Linked DNA regions of Anas platyrhynchos: region 1 is linked to region 2. Evidence: chromatin contacts called from public Hi-C data. All regions are on one chromosome and are shown on one strand. The core of a region is the stretch at or near the end of the contact, and the rest is flanking DNA. Distances in the headings are between cores, read along the strand shown. Region 1 overlaps DOT1L (DOT1 like histone lysine methyltransferase). Region 2 holds the start of BTBD2 (BTB domain containing 2).

What was found. Hi-C and Micro-C count contacts between places; a contact is called where the count stands out from the background.
Region 1: a Hi-C map of subcutaneous adipose tissue shows a contact between it and region 2, with 1.5 times the contacts expected there. The contact joins the enhancer-like site here to the promoter of BTBD2 in region 2. A contact is called at or near these places in 2 of 8 Hi-C or Micro-C datasets (liver and subcutaneous adipose tissue).

What each region holds. Positions count from the first base shown.
Region 1 is chr29:5,120,399-5,124,834 of IASCAAS_PekinDuck_T2T, reverse strand. It overlaps DOT1L (DOT1 like histone lysine methyltransferase), which reads right to left. Exons shown (of 28, transcript XM_072029233.1): 28 at 1,509-4,436. Among named protein-coding and RNA genes, the nearest start is that of SF3A2, 14 kb to the left of the region's middle. Within about 2 kb of position 1,629, at least 4 of the 8 cell types and tissues checked have an H3K27ac peak or open chromatin away from gene starts, as enhancers often do. A contact at or near this core is called in subcutaneous adipose tissue, where this site is marked.
Region 2 is chr29:4,960,697-4,965,298 of IASCAAS_PekinDuck_T2T, reverse strand. It overlaps BTBD2 (BTB domain containing 2), which reads left to right and starts at 3,236. Exons shown (of 8, transcript XM_072029281.1): 1 at 3,236-3,921. The coding sequence starts at 3,251. It overlaps LOC113845598 (a long non-coding RNA gene), which reads right to left and starts at 3,724. Exons shown (of 2, transcript XR_003501314.3): 1 at 3,613-3,724; 2 at 328-2,645.

The sequences.
Region 1 (4,436 bases), core at 380-2,879, 160 kb before region 2:
AGCCCAGACCCCAGGTTCCTCTGCAGGAAGGGTGCCAGGAAAGGTTGGGACGAGACGGGCCCTGACCCCCACCAGGAGCAAAGCCACCGTTGAGCACAGCAGCATCTCACAAACGCTGGTGCAACCCCGCTGCTTCTGGTTTTTATCAGCACTGCAGTTAACAGCCGGTGAGGCAGATCTGGCTCCCACCCAGCTCGCTCCCCTCCCATTTGCTTTCTGCAGCAAAGCAACCACCCCACAGGCCTCTGGTCAGATGTCTGCAGTTACAGCAGCAAACACCCCCCTGAAGGAGAAGCTTGCCCCCCAGCAGGGCAAACGCAGGCTGAGCACAGGCCCAGCCATGCGGCCACCCCACGCAGCCCCAAAACAACGCTCCAGTTTGAAGCATTTGAGCCAGAGATGCAAGGGAAGAGCCTGAACGCCATCTGTGCAGCAGATTTCAAATGAAAGTCACTTGCTCAAGCTTGATTAGGGAATAATAACAAAGAAGAAAAGCTACTCAATACTTTGAGTTGGGTGACGTTCGGGCCAAGCAGTGACAAGTCCTGGGGGTCTGCAACCTCCCGATTCACAGCAGCGCCTCACCGAGACCCTCACAAGCAGGCACCGCAAGCTGCCCGCAGCACTTCAGGACCCGGAGCTGCGATCGCAGACCTCACACACTCACCTTCCTCCCCACCACGCCTGCCCCCCTCCAGCCACAGGCAGGACCCAGGCCAAGCCCATGCTCAGAGCTCATCCAAGCCCAGCCAACAGTGGCGAGCACAAACTGCGTGCGCTACAAGGCAAGACAGCTCTGGCCACTAGGAAGAAGGATACGAGATGGAAGCACAAGAGATTTCTGAGTTTGTCTGGCCAAGGAGCCCTGAGTTCCTGCTATCAAAGAAACCAGCTGGAGACACTGCTCTAACATCTGCCTCCGAGTGTAATGAGCATCGAGGACACGATGTGCTCCCTGGTGTTGGCAGCTTCCCCTAAAAGCACGTTTCCCTTCACCTCTCTCCCACTGCATTTGCAACCTGAACTAAGAGGAGCTAAATCCCATCAGTTTGACCAGACCGATCCACACCCTGCTAACGGGAATGGCCCTGTCTGCACCCAAACAAGAGGCGATGCAGGGACAGCTCAACTCCCCCGTGATCCTGCCCACAAGCTTGGTTCCAGCAACCCAAGGCTCCACATCCTCCAGCAATGTTTTCCCACCTTTTCCCTCAGCTACAGGAAAAGCTGAGAAATCTGACAGCAGGTGCCTCACACACCCCTGGCTAATGGAAGAATTGTTGCTCAGTGACTAAACGTGCAGCAAAGACTTGAGTTTAGGTTTAATGCTCTTGGAGCCCCCCCAGCCTCACAGCACGGTGGGTCTCAGTGGGCTGGAACCAGCAAGTAGGAGCCAGAGGTAACAAATCACTGTAGGAAGAACACGTGAGGGTTGTTCTCCAAGCCTGACATTTAGCAGTGGGGCACATATTTCGCTCAGCACAAAGCTCAGGATATTTTTTTATATATTTTATTTTTTTTTGGCAACATTATGTGCTGTGAGATGTATTTTGACTTCCTGATTGAGTCCCTCACTGGCAGCAGCGGTGTGGAGGAGAAGGAACATTTGTGACAGCCATAAAACGGCTGGACCTGGGCAGGAAGTGGTAACACAGAAGGAATTCCTTTCTGGAACTGGCTGCTTGGCTTTGATGACTCAGAAGTATATCCAATTATTGAAAACAGGTTTCAAGTCTCTGGCACAGCACTCACACATCAGGGTCACAAGGGTCTCATTCTCTTAGCCATATGGATCAGATCCCAACATCTCAAAGAGCTATTCCTCCAGCAGTCCTGCAAGCAGGTAAATGCTCTCCCCATTTTGTAGACAGAAGAGAAACAATTTGAACTTGCTCAAGGTTATGGCCAAGCAGCAAGAGATCAGGGAGTGGAGAAGACAACAAATCCCATAGCAACCTCTGTGACTTCTCCCAAATAAAGCAGCATCAAGGCATCAGCCCAAAACCTCCATTGTCTCGCACTTCTCCAAACACGCTGTAGCTTATCCAACACTCTCCTGGAAGCACACCCTAGCAAGGATTATGATGAAGACTTAGACCAGACTGGGACACGAGGGAAACTCACTACAGCCATGCAGCACATGATGAGGTGATGGTGCCAGCGGCACCAGGCACGGGTGGAAGATGCTGGCAAAGTCAGGGCAGCTCTGAGCTCCTGCAGCACGGGCTGCTGAGATGGAAGTGCCAGGTCACGGAGAAAGCCAGCACCAAGGCGACCCAGAGGCAGAAGGCCTGGCCTCCACAGGCCCCTGGAGGCTGCAGCGGATGCTCGGCCATCCAGCCTTTGTGCCTGGGTCTGTGCATGGTGGGCTGTGCCCCTCTGGTTTCATCCTTCCCAGGTGATGGGAGTGAGCAGGCTCACGCTGCTGATTTCCAATGAGTGCTTGCGAGCAAGCCCAGCCACAGAGCACAGCGGGCCATCTAGAGCCAGAGCACCCAGCACATCTAACACAGACCAAAGGGCAACCCACTATGGGGAGCAACACTGATGGAAAGGGGGATTTCGCTTTTCCCCAACATGCACAGGAAAGCGGATGACAAACTCTGCTCTTAGCCTTTGCTCTGTTTGCTCCCAGGCACTAATTTCTGAAACACTGAATGCAAAGCACATCATTCCTGCAGCAAGCACCTGGCCAACCCTCTTCAGCTGCAGGAGAGTGTCAGGAGCCAGCTGGGCGACGCGTGCACCAAGCAGCTGTCCAGGGTTAGGAAGCACACCAGGTGGGCAGACCACCATGAGCCAGCTCCTCCTCCAAGCAGGCATCTCTGCCAGCATCCTGCGAGCATCTCAGGTATGAACTGATGTGAAGCCTCCCTGTACAGAATGAGTTCTCTTGCTGGATGTCTTCGCTGGATTGAGATGAAAGGATAAGGGGAGGGATAAGAGGTCTAAGGAACACCGGGTTGGTCCATTTTTGGAAAAGGATCTGACAAAAAGCAGATGGGTTTAAAGCTTCTTCTTGTATTTCCTCATCTCTCACATCTGGGATAAAAATGGAGGGGGGGGTAATTGAGGCTCCTGCCCCTCCAGCAGTTGCTCATGCACAACCCACCTTCCAAGACCGGAGCACCTTGCTATTTGCTGGGAGGATGCTAAGGCAGCTCTGCAGCTTTCAATTAGCCAAGGATCTGGATGAAGCTAGAGCTGCCAAACTCCCAGCTGCAAAACATCTGGGTTACACTGTCTTCCTGGATTCCAGGACTTTAACTCTATACAGCTTCTACTAGAAGCTACTGGATGTTTCTCAGCCATCACCTTCTGAGCTTTCTTGCCCTTTTCCAGGTTCTCATCTTGCAGCTAATAACACAGCAGGGCGCACCACTGTCAAGTCCTCTTCCACATGCAAAGCAGAAAACAGTTCCAAAACGCCCCTCATTTCCAGGGCTACCGATCCCTTCCCTTTCCAATGAGTAAGGCAACAAAATCAGCTCAATAGTTTCTGTGCACAAAGGCTGCCTAGGGAAGACACACATAAGAAACAACAAAAGAACCACGCTTGAACTAAATCTCTACTAAGATTGCCAGGGATGAGGTACAGAGAAAAGGGTCTAACTGAAATTTGCAGAGGGCAGGAGCTGCTCTATCACCTCTTCCCACTGCTCCCTTGAGCATGGCCAGCACGGCATTCACAGATCAGACAGCAGGAGAGCATGCAAGGGCCGAGCTACCTCACCTCCTTCACATGCAGAGGCACAAGTTGGAAGGCAATGCACCCAGCCCAGCTTTTTGTGACCCCAGGACCCTCCATCAGCTGCCTGCTGAGGCAGGCTCAAGTCTAAGGCAAATGCCCAATTGCTGGAGGCTGGAGACTCATTAAGGAGCACCAGGGACCTAGAAGGGATTTAAGGGTAGCAAATGCCTTTCAGGCAGAGCGATCAATGCTGCCCCCAGAGCACCTGGGCAGGTGTTTCCCAATGCCTAAACAAGTTTTTCTTCTAGTCATTTTGCTGTTGCAATTCCCCTTCTGTTACTGTAGTTTCCTTTATTGGTGCTTGGTCCAGTCTGAACTACAGACCAGGGTGATGTCTATATAATGGATTGTATTTCTCCTCATTTTGTGCACTTGAATAAATAAGTTTTTACAAGTTCACTGTGCACTGTACAGTCTAAAAATAAATGAAATAAAGTATATGAAATTTATAAATTTTCATCACATCTCTATAAAATACAGCCGCTGCTCAGAGCGGCACTTTCTGTACACAGAACACCAAGTCACAATACAATTAAATGCACCAGTTTGATAGTGTGGCAGCACGGTAAGCTAGATTGTGGTGTTTTTGTGAACTACCATTTAGATCTACTTAAAGCAAAGATATACAAAAGCAAAATGCACTTAGTCAGTAAATGTACACATCTAAGCCATTTCTGAATCAAGT
Region 2 (4,602 bases), core at 1,987-4,486:
AGAAATCTGTTGGCTATCAGATCCAGAAATAACGGTGCTTTGCCATTTTTAGGAGCGTTCATTCTCAGCTTTATTTCTGGGAAGTTAAATTCTCCCAGATGGCACTATTTTTGACTGTATTTCTTTGTCTAATAATGCTGCTGATTGCTGCTGCTTTGGTGACTAGCGAACACCTCGCCCCATCCCGTGGTGCCTTCCTGCACCCCTGCCCAGGTGACAGCATCCTGAGCACACTTTTGTGCTGTCCACATGATCCCTTCTTATTTCTGTCATAGCTTTCTTTCCATTGGCCTGGATTTGAGCCTCAAGCTACCACCACAAAATGAATCATTTTTCATTCATTTAATCACGTGCCAAACACATAAGCTCTAATTAGCTGCGGCATGGCCAGCATGGTGGGCAGGGGACCAGCTGGTGCCACCTGCCCTGGATGAGGCTCCATGCAACCATGAAGTGTCCAACCTTCCAGCTGCGCACGGGGACATGCAGCAGTCTGCAGCTCCCTCTAATGTTTATGGCCTGTACAAGGCAGAGGAAACCCAAACAGGATGGAACGGGAACCAGCAGGCTTCGCGCAGGCACCATCCAGGCATCCAGACGTTGTATTTGTGAATAAAAAAAAAAAAAAAAAAAAGGCAACACTGAACTGCATGGAAGCAGCTCGGCCATCAAGGGGGTGTGAGTCTGTGACGTGCTGAGCAAATGGTGTGAAATCAAAACCGACGCGGTGTTTTTGAAAGAGTCTGTATGCAATGCTCAGTTATCAGTAATACTAGAAATATTTCACAAGAAAAAGCAACGTCCCTCTAAAGTTTCCTACGCATTCCTGCATGCACAGATTAGATGCCAGAAGGGACAATTATGACACCCAGCTCTGAACCCCAGCATAGCTGTGGTTAGGGGAGATTCCCCATTTAGTGTAACACAGCTTTAAAAAAAATGCAGCACAAGCCCGCTGGTAGGTTATGCAGCAGAAATAGGTATTCGATAATGTGATACAGAACCAGGTCGGAAGCTCTCAGTCCCAACTAGTGATGTAACAATACCGCAGTGATGTGCCGTGGCACTGGCCACAGAGATTAATCTGGGAGGTCCCTCAGCTATACAAGGGTCTCAAAGCTTTGAAGCAATGCAATGAGCATGTCTTTGTGCAGTAACAAAAATGGTATGGCAAAGGCACGCAAAACAGAAGGGGAAGACAGCACACTGCCTTCCCAAGCATGTTGAATCAAGGACCATGCATTTGCTCTGACATGCACACACACCTCGAGGCACTGAAGGGTTGCATAAAGGCTCCCAAAGGGAGCACAAGTCTACCCAAAGGCTTCCGTTGGGAGAACTTTTTGATGGGAGAAAGTGGTGCCATGCATGTTTTTTAGGGTCCTAATTAGGGTTGGGCTCAGCGTTCTGGTTAGGGTTGTGCGGAAAGAGAGAAGGTGCAGAGACGTGTTGTGTGTGGGGTTGCATAAAGGATCTCAAAGAGAGTTCAGGTGTACCCAAAAGCTTCTGTTGGGAGCACTTTTTGATGGGAGAAACTGGTAACGTATGTGTCATAATTGGTGTTAGACCACTAGATACCTGGATGTGTACTTTGCCTCGAGTGTTCAACAGCGGGCTTGTAGGACACCCTAGAGGCTTCTAGATCTTAGGCAGAGTCTTTATTTTGCCTCTTGGATTCAAGAAGTTGCTCCTAGGGCATCCTACAGTGGCCTGGGAGACCTCTAGGGCAACCTAGAGGAAACTGGAGGTCACTGAGAAGTTTTACTTGGGAGCTAGAGGGCACTGAGTGACCCAGGTAGAACTACACCGCATCTAGAGTGCAGGGGAGGACCACAGGAGGCCTCCGATGTGCCTGAGAGTGCCCTAGAGTCCTGCGAGGCTTCTGGGGGCCTCTAGATTCCCGTAAGAGTGCTTATTATGCCTCTAGGGTGCAAGAGGGGGCTCACAGGGCATCCAGCCTCACAGTGACCCCTTTTTCCTCTAGGATGCCTTCCAGGGCATTCTACAGTGTCCTATGAGCCTGCTGTTGCCCCTTAGTGGGTCAGCAGCAGGCCTAGAGCAGTTCAGGGTGCCATACGAGACATCTCTTGCACCCTAGAGGCAAAATAAGACTCTTTCTGGAATATAGTGGCTTCTGAAGGCCTCGCAGGGCTCTCTAGTGCACCCCGAAGCACACTGGAGGCCTCCTGTGGTCCTCCGCTGCCCTCTAGGTCCCCCACAGGTCTATCAGGGCCACCAAGTGCCCTCTAGCTCCCCCGGAAAGCCTCCCAGTGACCTCCAATTTCCTCTAGGATGCCCTAGAGGCCTTCCAGGGCACTCTAGGATGCAGTGAGCTGCCTCTTGAACCCCAGATGCAAAATAAGGACCCTTCCTGGCCAGGAAGGTGCCAGCCATCGTGCTTTTGGCCTCTGCCTGGCATGGAAAGGCAGCTCTGACCCTGCGGGATCAGGATTGCCGTGGTGTCACAGCAGTCGCACACCAAGACACGAGGGACCAGGCGGTGGGATCGGTCGCAGAGAAGCTGCTTGTCCAAGCAGGACAATGCCTGCAGTGCTGGGGGAGCAGCCATGGTGCCAGCAGTGGCCCTGTTCCTCCGGGCTGATTATCCTGGGTTTATCAGCGGTGTCCTCGGGATGTGGGGAGCCCTGGTAGAAAGAGCACGGAGATGGCCCCCCAGCCCTCTCTGTACCCCCTCTGTGCAGCCCCTCACTGCACCTGACTTCCCCTGCCGCGTATCCCAAACCCCCCCTCGCCCCCAGGGCCTCTTCCTTCAGCCCCACACCCTTCTTTTCCATGAACTGCCCCCTCGTGGGGCTGCCCCCATTCCTCATCCCCTGCTGGAGACCGCCCAGCCCTTCACACACCCAGAAATCCCCCCGGGGGGATCACACCCCTCAGAACCGCTCCCTCACTCCAGAACCACCCCCTGGCCCCTCAGAACTGCCCCCCGCTCTAGAAATGCCCCATGACCCCTCAGAGCTGCCCCCTACCCCTCAGAACTGCCCCCCCGCTCCAGATCTGCCTTCTGACCCCTCAGAACCCCCCCTCACCCCCTCAGCACTACCCCCTCCCCCCAGCACTGCCCCCGGCCCCCTCACACCTCCCCTCCCACCCCTCAGCGCCAGCCCCCTCCCGGGCCCCTCCCCTCCCTTCCCCTCCCCTCCCCTCCTCTCCCCGCCCCACGCCGCCGCCTCCGCTCCCCCCCCCGCACCCCCGGTGGCCCGGCCGGCGGCGGCGCCGTGCCCCATCCATGCGCCGCTGCTGCCCGGCTCTCTGCATCAGCAGCAGCAGCCGCGGCACCCCCGGCCCCACCGCCACCGCCGCCCCCTCCCGCCCCCCTCCCGCCACCGCCGCCGCCATCACCATCGCCGCCCCCCTCCCGCCCGCCGCCGTGTCCCGCCCGCCGCTGCTGGTGCTGGTGCTGCTGCAGCGCCGCCCCGCGCCGCCCGCTGCTGCGCCTCCGCCGCACAAAATGGCGGCCGGTGGGAGCGGCGGGGGCCCCGGGGGCCTCTCCTCCTCCTGCCCGCAGCCGCCGCCGCCGCCGCCGGGCAACGGCGCCGCCGCCGCCGCTTGCACCAACGGCGCCCCCCCGGCGTCGCCGCCCGGCCTCACCTACAACCAGTGCGGCGCCGCCAACCCGGCGGCGGGCGGCGGAGGCGGCGCGGGGGGCCCGGCGGTGGCGGCGGCGGCGGCTCCGGTGGCTGCGGCCGCGGCGGCGGCGGCTGCGGTGGGGGGAGCCGGGGGAGCCGGGGGGGCGGGCGGCCCCGGCGGGGCGCTGCAGCGGGAGCCGGTGTACAACTGGCAGGCGACCAAGCCGACGGTGCAGGAGCGCTTCGCCTTCCTCTTCAACAACGAGGTGCTGAGCGACGTCCACTTCCTGGTGGGGAAGGGCCGCGGCTCGCAGCGCATCCCCGCACACAGGTGGGGGGGCAGCGCCGGGGGGCCCGGCCGTGGGGGGGGGGGGGGGGAGGGAGGGATGTGTGCCCCGGGGAGGGGGGCGCGTAGCCACAGAGGGTGCCCCAGGTGTCCCAGCAGGGTTTTTGGGGAAGGGATAATAGGTTCTGGAGGGGACCCAGGTGACCCAGAGGGGTTTGGGGGACACAGGCAGGCCATTTGGGGGACCCAGGTGACCCAGTAGGGTTGGTTTTTTTTTTGGGGGGGGGGTAGTAAGCCCTGGAGGGGGACCCAGGTGTTCCCGAAGCATATTGGGGGGTATAATATAAAATGGGGGGGAGGAAGGTGACAGAGCAGGGTTAGGGGGTGGGTAATAGGCTCTGGAGGGGACCCAGGTGACCCAGCAGGGTTTGCTGGGGGGATGGGACACGAAACGACACAGGTAGGCCCTGGAGGGGGCCCGGGTGACCTAGAAGGGTTTTGGGGGAGGGTAATAGGCTCTGGAGGGGGACACCCAGGCCCCACGAGGCCCGGCCAGGCCGTGGGTTTTGGGGTGGGGGCTTCCTCTGAGCTGCAGCCTGTGCTGGGGGCCCTAGGGGGCTGCTCAGGGATCGTGGGCCCTGCTGGGGGGCGGGTTGGGGTTGCTGTGGAGCATCCGGGGCACCTTTTGGGGAGCGATGTGTCTTGAGGGGGGTTTACAGGGATCCT